Linked DNA regions of Mus musculus: region 1 is linked to region 2. A link is a contact called in public promoter capture Hi-C data. All regions are on one chromosome and are shown on one strand. Each heading gives the region's core, a stretch centred on a gene start, on an enhancer-like site or on the middle of the called end of the contact. The rest is flanking DNA. Distances are from core to core; before and after follow the strand shown.

The links. Capture Hi-C pulls out chosen DNA fragments and counts their contacts.
Region 1: a contact with region 2 is called in a promoter capture Hi-C map of liver. The contact joins two enhancer-like sites. A contact is called at or near these places in 1 of 115 datasets of contacts at active chromatin or transcription factors (astrocytes) and 1 of 9 other capture datasets (liver).

The regions. Positions count from the first base shown.
Region 1 is chr4:6,917,346-6,921,481 of GRCm38.p6, reverse strand. All of the region lies in intron 1 of Tox (thymocyte selection-associated high mobility group box), which reads left to right. Among named protein-coding and RNA genes, the nearest start is that of Tox, 71 kb to the left of the region's middle. Within about 2 kb of position 2,256, at least 5 of the 459 cell types and tissues checked have an H3K27ac peak or open chromatin away from gene starts, as enhancers often do. A contact at or near this core is called in liver, where this site is marked.
Region 2 is chr4:6,374,600-6,378,351 of GRCm38.p6, reverse strand. It overlaps Sdcbp (syndecan binding protein), which reads right to left. Exons shown (of 9, transcript NM_001098227.1): 2 at 1,210-1,275. The coding sequence starts at 1,260. Among named protein-coding and RNA genes, the nearest start is that of Sdcbp, 11 kb to the right of the region's middle. Within about 2 kb of position 2,226, at least 54 of the 459 cell types and tissues checked have an H3K27ac peak or open chromatin away from gene starts, as enhancers often do. A contact at or near this core is called in liver, where this site is marked.

The sequences.
Region 1 (4,136 bases), core at 1,007-3,506, 540 kb before region 2:
GGGAGCGTTAAAGGGATTGCAGAGCAAGCACCAAGCATCCTGTCTCCAGGGTCCTGCAAGGCCGAGAGCTTGGAAGAGAAGAAAGCACTGTGTCCTTTGGAGGAACTGTTCATTTTCTAGCAGGCCAAGGCCAATGGTCCCCAAACCAAGCCTCCTCCTCTAATACAATGTCACTGTACCAAGATAATCTTAACTTTCGATGGCACTATGGCTTCTGTCTTATCAATGTGTGCAAAATTAAGTCCCATAATCTGTCCTAAATGGCTACTGTTGTTTTGAAATGATCCTCTTATTGTGAAGAAAACACTGATAACTTGGCTTACGTAGGAGAGGAGATCGCCGAAGCAAAGAACAAATTTGTTAAATATATTTTTGTTTTAATTTTCATTGTATTTCAGTATGTTTGTGTGTGTGCTTGTATGTAGAGGTCAGAAAATAACTTGGGGGAGTCAGTGGAAACACATTTCTAATTGTTAAAGAAGAGAAAAATCAAACTTTCTTTATTGGCTAACTGCCTTATTAGTTTTACTGACATTTCTTCCACTCACATGAACTTTTAGAAACACATACCTTGCGTACAGACAGCCACAAACCCCCAAAGATAATGAAAAATTTCAGAAAAATTATATGCTCAATGTGATGTGTGATGGCAGAGTAATATTTAACTATTTTAGTGCTGAAGGTCAAACCCAGTGCCTCCCTGCCCCTGCGTAATATCCTCAGTCACTGAAGCTTTAAGAGTTTAAGGACTTTAATGAAAACAAACTTCCTGAATTTACAATTATAACTATGGATATGCTTAAGGCAGATGTATATACACACAATTCATATTTCATTGTCATGATTCTTTTTTTTTTTTAAAGTGAGCTAAGGATTGAACATAAGGCCTCAAGCTCACCAGGAGAGCACTTTATCATATGTAGCCACAGAGCCTGAGTGGTCAACTATGGGCACTTTTTGTCAAGCAACCTAATCATATAATGAGCTCTCACATGCTATAGAAATCACCTCTTTTGTTTGTGGGGGATTGAACTCAAGGATTCTCTCAGCTCATCACAAATGATGGTTGCTTTTAGGCCTCCTTTTCAGGTGACATTGTGTGAAGGTTTGGGAAGGGCAACAAGGTTCTGTCATCATCTTATCTTTTAAGTTGTGAGCCTAGCCTTCCATGAATGATTCATCTCTCCATACCAAAGGATCTCTGTATTTGTAAAGGATAGTAGGATAGCCCAGATTAAAAACAACAACAACAACAACAACAACAAAAAAACCAAAAAACATAATTTTTTCTTTTTATTTCGCATTTTAAAAAATCATGTTTTTAAAGTTTTATCTTTACCTTTATTTTCAGTCACTGTGATGTCTCCGTGGTTCTGTGTGATTTTGCAGCATGTTCTGATCAGAGCCAGCTGCCCTTGAGTTGAGAACCAACCCTGCACCTCTTCCCATTGGCCAGCAGTCAGTACTTACAAACAGATTGCTGTTTAAACTTTCACATAGGAGACCGGCGTTTGGGTCTGTCTTCTGTGTCTGCTAAAGCTGATGAAGCAAGTGACTCAACGTGAATCTTAGCAGCATGACCAGTACCTTCAGTGGTGAACACTTAAGGGCACATACATACAACAGACCGAAGAAGAAATTCCAAATTATACTACTATTAACACTAGCGATGTATAAGGTAGTTTTATGCTATAAATACTGGCATCTGCCATTTACAAAAGTGCTTTAATTTTATTGGCCACTACAATGTTTTCACTGACAAAACTTTCTTAGACAGGAAAGAACCTCATGATTTGTTCAGAGACAGACTGCTGGGTAGAGGTTTGATACTTAGTGTTTGTACAGCGTAAAAACATTATAGTCTCCAGGAAGAGGAACAGTGTTCTGAAATGAGTAAAATTTGAAACTCTTTTCTGTAAAACTGAGGATGAGACACAGTACAGGTCCAATGGCCCTAACCTCACTGTACAAGTTGCAGTTAGTGCCCTGATTAGACTTCTAGCTCTCTGGGCTTCTCTCTGCTACTCACAGTATAAGCAACAGGCTATCTATCATTGGCAGCCCATGCCTTCCAAGAGAGTGAACTCCATACCTTGGGATGCCCCACTCTTTGGAACATGCTACACTGAAACCATTTCACTAAATGACTTACTTACACATAAAATTTAACTCAAAGAGCACCTCCTCATAGGAACTGTTCTAAGTACTCACTCCACCCAACTCTGACCTGTATTCTGTTTCTCCAGCTTCCAGAACATTCTGATTATGATCGATATGGCTAAATATAAAGCCAATGTTGCAAACAGAAGAACTTGTACTCTAGCCCGCTGTGGCCAAGGCAAGTTACATAACTGAGTTTTTACCTCCCTGGGCTAATTGTTCCTCTCTGAAATGTATGAAATGGGAGCCCCCTGTACTAGCCAGGCTTTCATTATTACAACAAAGCCATGTGAAAGCCAACTGGCAGAGCGAAGATTCTCTGGGCTCTCAGTCTATAATCTCTTGGACCCATCCCTTTAAACCCTGATCAAGACAGAACATCACAGTTGAATGTACAGTAGAACAAAACTAATGCCTTCCTGTGCAGGTAACAAAAGAGTAAGAGAAAGGGGCTGGGATCCCATCAACTTCTGAGTTCATTAGTCCTTAGAATTCCTACTGTGCCTTACTTTTTAAAGTCCCCTCTCAATGCTGGGACCAAGTGTTTAATACCATTCTCCTACTGTGGTAAGCTGGGACTGAGTGTTTAGTGTGGGTCTTTGGGAGACACCTAAGACCCAAACTACAGTAGAGCCTAAGGGTGTTGTGAAAATGCCTGAGAGAATTCTAGCAAGCAGCAGGAACTGTGCTCAATGGCTGAATGGGCTGCACATGGTGTTTCCACATGTCGGCTGTTCTCGGTCTCCAGTTTGAACAGCCGACCTGTTCCATCCCATTGTTCTTATGAGTCCTAGTCACACTGCCATCATAGCTGATCACAAAAGAAATATTTCAGGCTATATCACAGTTTATATTCTCCAACAACAGGACCCCACAATATCCACAGGCCATGGTTTTCACTAAACATTTTATTGAGTAAATGAATAAAAGTCAAAGAAAGCAAGTGACTGTAGTCTCCGAGGGCATCGTATATCACTCATGGAGTGCATAGCTCCTGTTTATTTGCTTAGGCAAATAAACAAAATAGGAATGGACATAACCCAGGAATTACAATTTTACTGAAGTCACCATAATTCTTGTTAAGTGATTGGTTCCAGTTGTACACATGTTTATGCTGCTTAACAATGGAAATCTGTTGTTTTATTAGATGGAGTGTATGGTTCTTATTTTTATGGATAGCACTAACCTGTCTGTTTCTACGGCAGACAGAGCAAGAGGGAGTATGCATGAAAGCTACAGGCAGAGAACATTCCATAATATTCCTTCATTTAGTGAAGGCATGGCTAAATGTACAGGTTCAATGGCCCTAACCCCCTGGTCCCACTGGTCCCATGCCAAACATCAAGCTTGTGTTCTTAGAAGATGCTTCAGGCTGAACCTGGGAATTTTTGTTCTTAAAGGGTGGGGTACTGTAAAAAGTACAGTTTCATTTGTAATGCAATTCAACATTCTGTGTTGCTCTGGGTTAAGGATGAGAGTTTAGAGGAAGAACAGGCATGGGAAAGGGTTCAGGCATCAACCATGAACTACAGTTAGATGAGAGTACACCCATAGCCTCCTCACCTTGCTCTTGAGTTGGTATGCATTTTGGCAGCAGCTGGCATTAGTAATTATAATAGAGATTACTTTAAAATAGGACTGGCCTAGATTTCAATCTTGTCTAGTAGCAGTTAACTTATTAATGATCTCTTTGGCCTGTTGGCAGCCATTCTGTCTTTAAACTGGAAGGAGATAGCATCTCTTCGGCTGTAAGGGATAAGTAATTGGATGGGAGAGCTTGAAGAAGTCATGGGCCTTAAGGAATCATCTGTAAGAAGTCAGCCTCTGGCAGCCAGACAGGGGCATTTGTGGCATGTGGTTCCTGCAGGAGTTAAAATCTTGACTGCATTCAAATTTTGTACATTTTCTTTTTGTTTATTTCTCTACATTGCTCAACATTTTTCTTCTGAGAGGGAAAAAGGTGTTCACAGATGACA
Region 2 (3,752 bases), core at 977-3,476:
AGACAAGGAATGTTATACTCTTCTGTAACTTCTTGCCAGGGCATCTCAAGATCAAAACCACACGTGTCATCCATCTGTGGATCCGAGTCAGAACCTCTTAGCCTGAGTGGCTGGACCAGGAATATTTTAAAATCTAGCAGGGACAGAAGAGCCACCCCACTTCCTGCCCCTGCCCATTCCATCTCCCAGCAGCCAGCTCTCTGCTGGAACATCATAGGACCTGTGAGGGGACTCTGCTTCTCTTAGGTCAGCTGACATACTTTCCAGTCTACCCTTGAGCTCTCCCTCCTGCTCTAATAGCAGCACTTACCTCATTGCTTCTGTACACTTTATCCTCAGGGAGGAGGCACATTTATTCTAGACTCATCACACCTCCTAAAGACCTCAAAAACCAACCAAACAAACAAACAAAAATGCTCCAACAAAACTACCACTATCTAAAGGGCTGGCATGCATATTATATATTCCAACAACTTACATGTGTCTTCTGTAATTTAAACTGTACTAAGAAAATTAAGCTATCTTTGAAAATTGTAAAACAAATTTAAGGAAATACTATCTAGGTCTGGAGAGATGACTTAATAGTTAGGAGTACTGAATGCTCTTCCAGAGGACCCATGTTCAATTCCTAGCACCCACAAGGCAGCTCACAACCATCCATAATGAGTTCCAGCAGATTTGACACTCTCACACAGACATTCATACATACATACAACACCAATGGGAAGGAAGGGAGGGAGGAAGAGAGTAAGGGAGGGAGGGAGGGAGGGAGGGAGGAGAGAGAGAGAGAGAGAGAGAGAGAGAGAGAGAGAGAAAGAGAGAGAGAGAGAAAGAAACAAAGGGAGGGAGGGGGGGGAGGAGTGCTCTTGGGCAGGCCCAAGTTCAGTTCCCAGCCCTGGAGCCTAGCAGCTCACAACCGTCTAACTCCAACTACACTACCAACAGATCTAATGCCCCGACTTCCAAGTTTACTTTCAAGATGCATGTATACAAACATACACACACATATACAACTTAACTTCTGTTTATCTAAGAAAGAAATTTTACCCCAGGGCTAATAGATACAGAGAAATAAAAACGAATTTCTAATCAATGTTTTAGTCTACAAGAGACTTAAACAGACTTAGGAATATACCAACTAATGAATATCTCCTGTTTGATTTCAAAGAAAACATTATGAAACATTTTTTAAACGAAAAGCAAACATACCTGAATTACTTTGTCTACCTTCAAATCTTCAAGAGATGGATAAAGAGACATTTCTGCAGATATTTTCTAAAAAATGAAAAAAAAAGTATCACACAGTATGTACAGCCAACAATATGGATATAAACATTTAACAAATGTTTAATACAATAAAAAAGCTTAAAAAACAAAATAAAAATAAAACAACTACAACAAAAATAATGGGACTATTTAAGGCATATCATAGTTAGTAGACATTTAACAGCTGTTACCAAACTGTCTCTCTGTTCCCACAGCTACCCAACTACATTCATCTTGGATTTTAAACATCAAGAAAAGCTCCCTTCATTTCACAAGTTGTGAAAATCAAAGAAGAAAAGCACGTGGCTTACCCTCAGCTGACACAGTACTCCTCAGCTAAACCAGGGTCAGGAAAGAGCCTTTCACAAAACACTCTTGGGCGTGGACAGACATATTACCTTCTACCAACAGTGCCAACAGAAAATAGTATGCAGGCAAACTGCACTAGGAAGATACTCATAGTATATGGAAAAACTTAACATATGCCATCTATATTTTTAGCAATGGTTTTAGCTAGAGGGAAGGGATGTAAAAAAGGAAACTATTGCCTTTCATTGTTAGCATTTCTATATATAGTTCAATGTTTGTTAAGCTACCATAAATTGCTTTTCGTAGCAATTTAAAATAAAATTATCTGAAATATTACACAGACACATGTTTTAAGTTTTGTTTAGCTATTCTGAGGTAAATGCCTGAGACTTCCACTTAGCCAAATAAAACAATTACTAATTACTAATAGGTTTGGCAAATCACTGAGCCTGCTCCATCACCTCCCACTTCCAAATCTATTCTTTATTTCCTGCTCTCCAAACCCAGAGCTGAACCTTTTAAAGCCTGCCTGCACTGCTTAGAGGAGGAGGCTGCTGAGCTCTTGGCCAGGGCAGCCAGCCTCTCAGCCATGCTGGAGCCAGCACACTCTCCAACCAGGCTCCTACAGAACCTGCTTCTCTAGCAGTTCCCACCACGGGGAGATGATTCAACAAGCTTAGCCATGCTATAATGAGCAGAAAAGCAGGAGAAAGCCATCAGGCTACTCCGAAGGAACAGTTCACCCAGAAACCCTTTCCTATGGATTGGTAGTAAATTCTAAACTGTGACATGCTAAAGTGAAAAGTCACTGTAAGTTCGTTCCACCATGTCTCCTAAGAAGCGTCTCACAAGACCCAGAACGAAGCCATCAGCAGGCAGTCTGTCCCTCTGTGCACGTTCTCAGTCCCAGTGATGGTTACTTACTACAACAGCACCCCAACGAAAGACATGAGTTATTGGCCAGGGCTGTCTTAAGAGACCCCCAAAACATACACCCTATGGCTACTGCCCCAGAGATGAATGGTGAAGACACCATACATTTCCTAAGTTAGCTAACTACTCAGTGCTAGTGAGGTTGCGGATACTGGAAGAACACAACCACACTTTACTAAACTAGCATAATTCTTAACTACATTCTAAGTATCTGTATCACAAAGTGTAGTTTCACCCCTCAGCAAGAAAACTTCGAAAAACAAAAAACAAAAACAAAACAAACAAAAAAAAAAACAAAAAAACCCAAAAAACTTCTCTTTGCAACAGATAGAAACCAATACAGAAAACCACAAAACCAATCAAAATGCAGTTGTGAGGCCCAGTCCCAGTGGATCTGTCTACAAAACACTCCTGTACCCAAGGCTCAGAAACACTTCAGAAGAGGGGTGGAAAAGCTTGTAGGCATCAGAAATCAGGGAGCTGCTGTAAGACTATGTATCCTAGTAATGTTGAAAATACGTCCATAAAAGTCTCACCAACACAGCTGCCTATCCATGAGCTGAATATGGACAATAACATACATGCCAATGCAGACAGGCAAAGACCACAAGGCCTCAACCCTACACAAAGAAATACAGACGACTAAAAATGCTGGGGAGTGGGGGCTCTTCCCCAGGGAAGAACATACTAACTGGTTATTCAACTTCAAATGGTCAGCCCTGCAAAGTATATTACAGACTGTGCGGGTTACATTTAGGAATATAAATATAAAGACACACACATACATGCACATGATAAGATGAAAAAGGATGTCCTGAATTTGAAAGACGGCAGGGAGGGTACATTGGAGGGCTTAGAGGGAAGAAAGGAAAGGGAGAAATGTTGTAATTACTTTATAATCTCAAAAATAAAAAGCTGGATGTGGAGAAGCAGAAGAAAGCAGATCATGGGTTCCAAGCCAGCCAGATCTACACAGCAAGTTTCAGGACTACACAGAAAGAACCTGTCTCAAACAACAAAAGTAAAATAAATGGATTCCTGTTTACTAACCAATCACCATGTATTTAATCATGCTATAGGTACTAATACTGTCCATTACATTTTATTAAAAATCATTAGAGTTCTATGTCTTGGGTGGGCAACAATTGACATACAGAAAAACTCAAATCCTTTTTAAGAATTTATTTTTCATATCAACATGAGCTATTCAATCATTCCACTTCTAATACTGGAATATTATTATG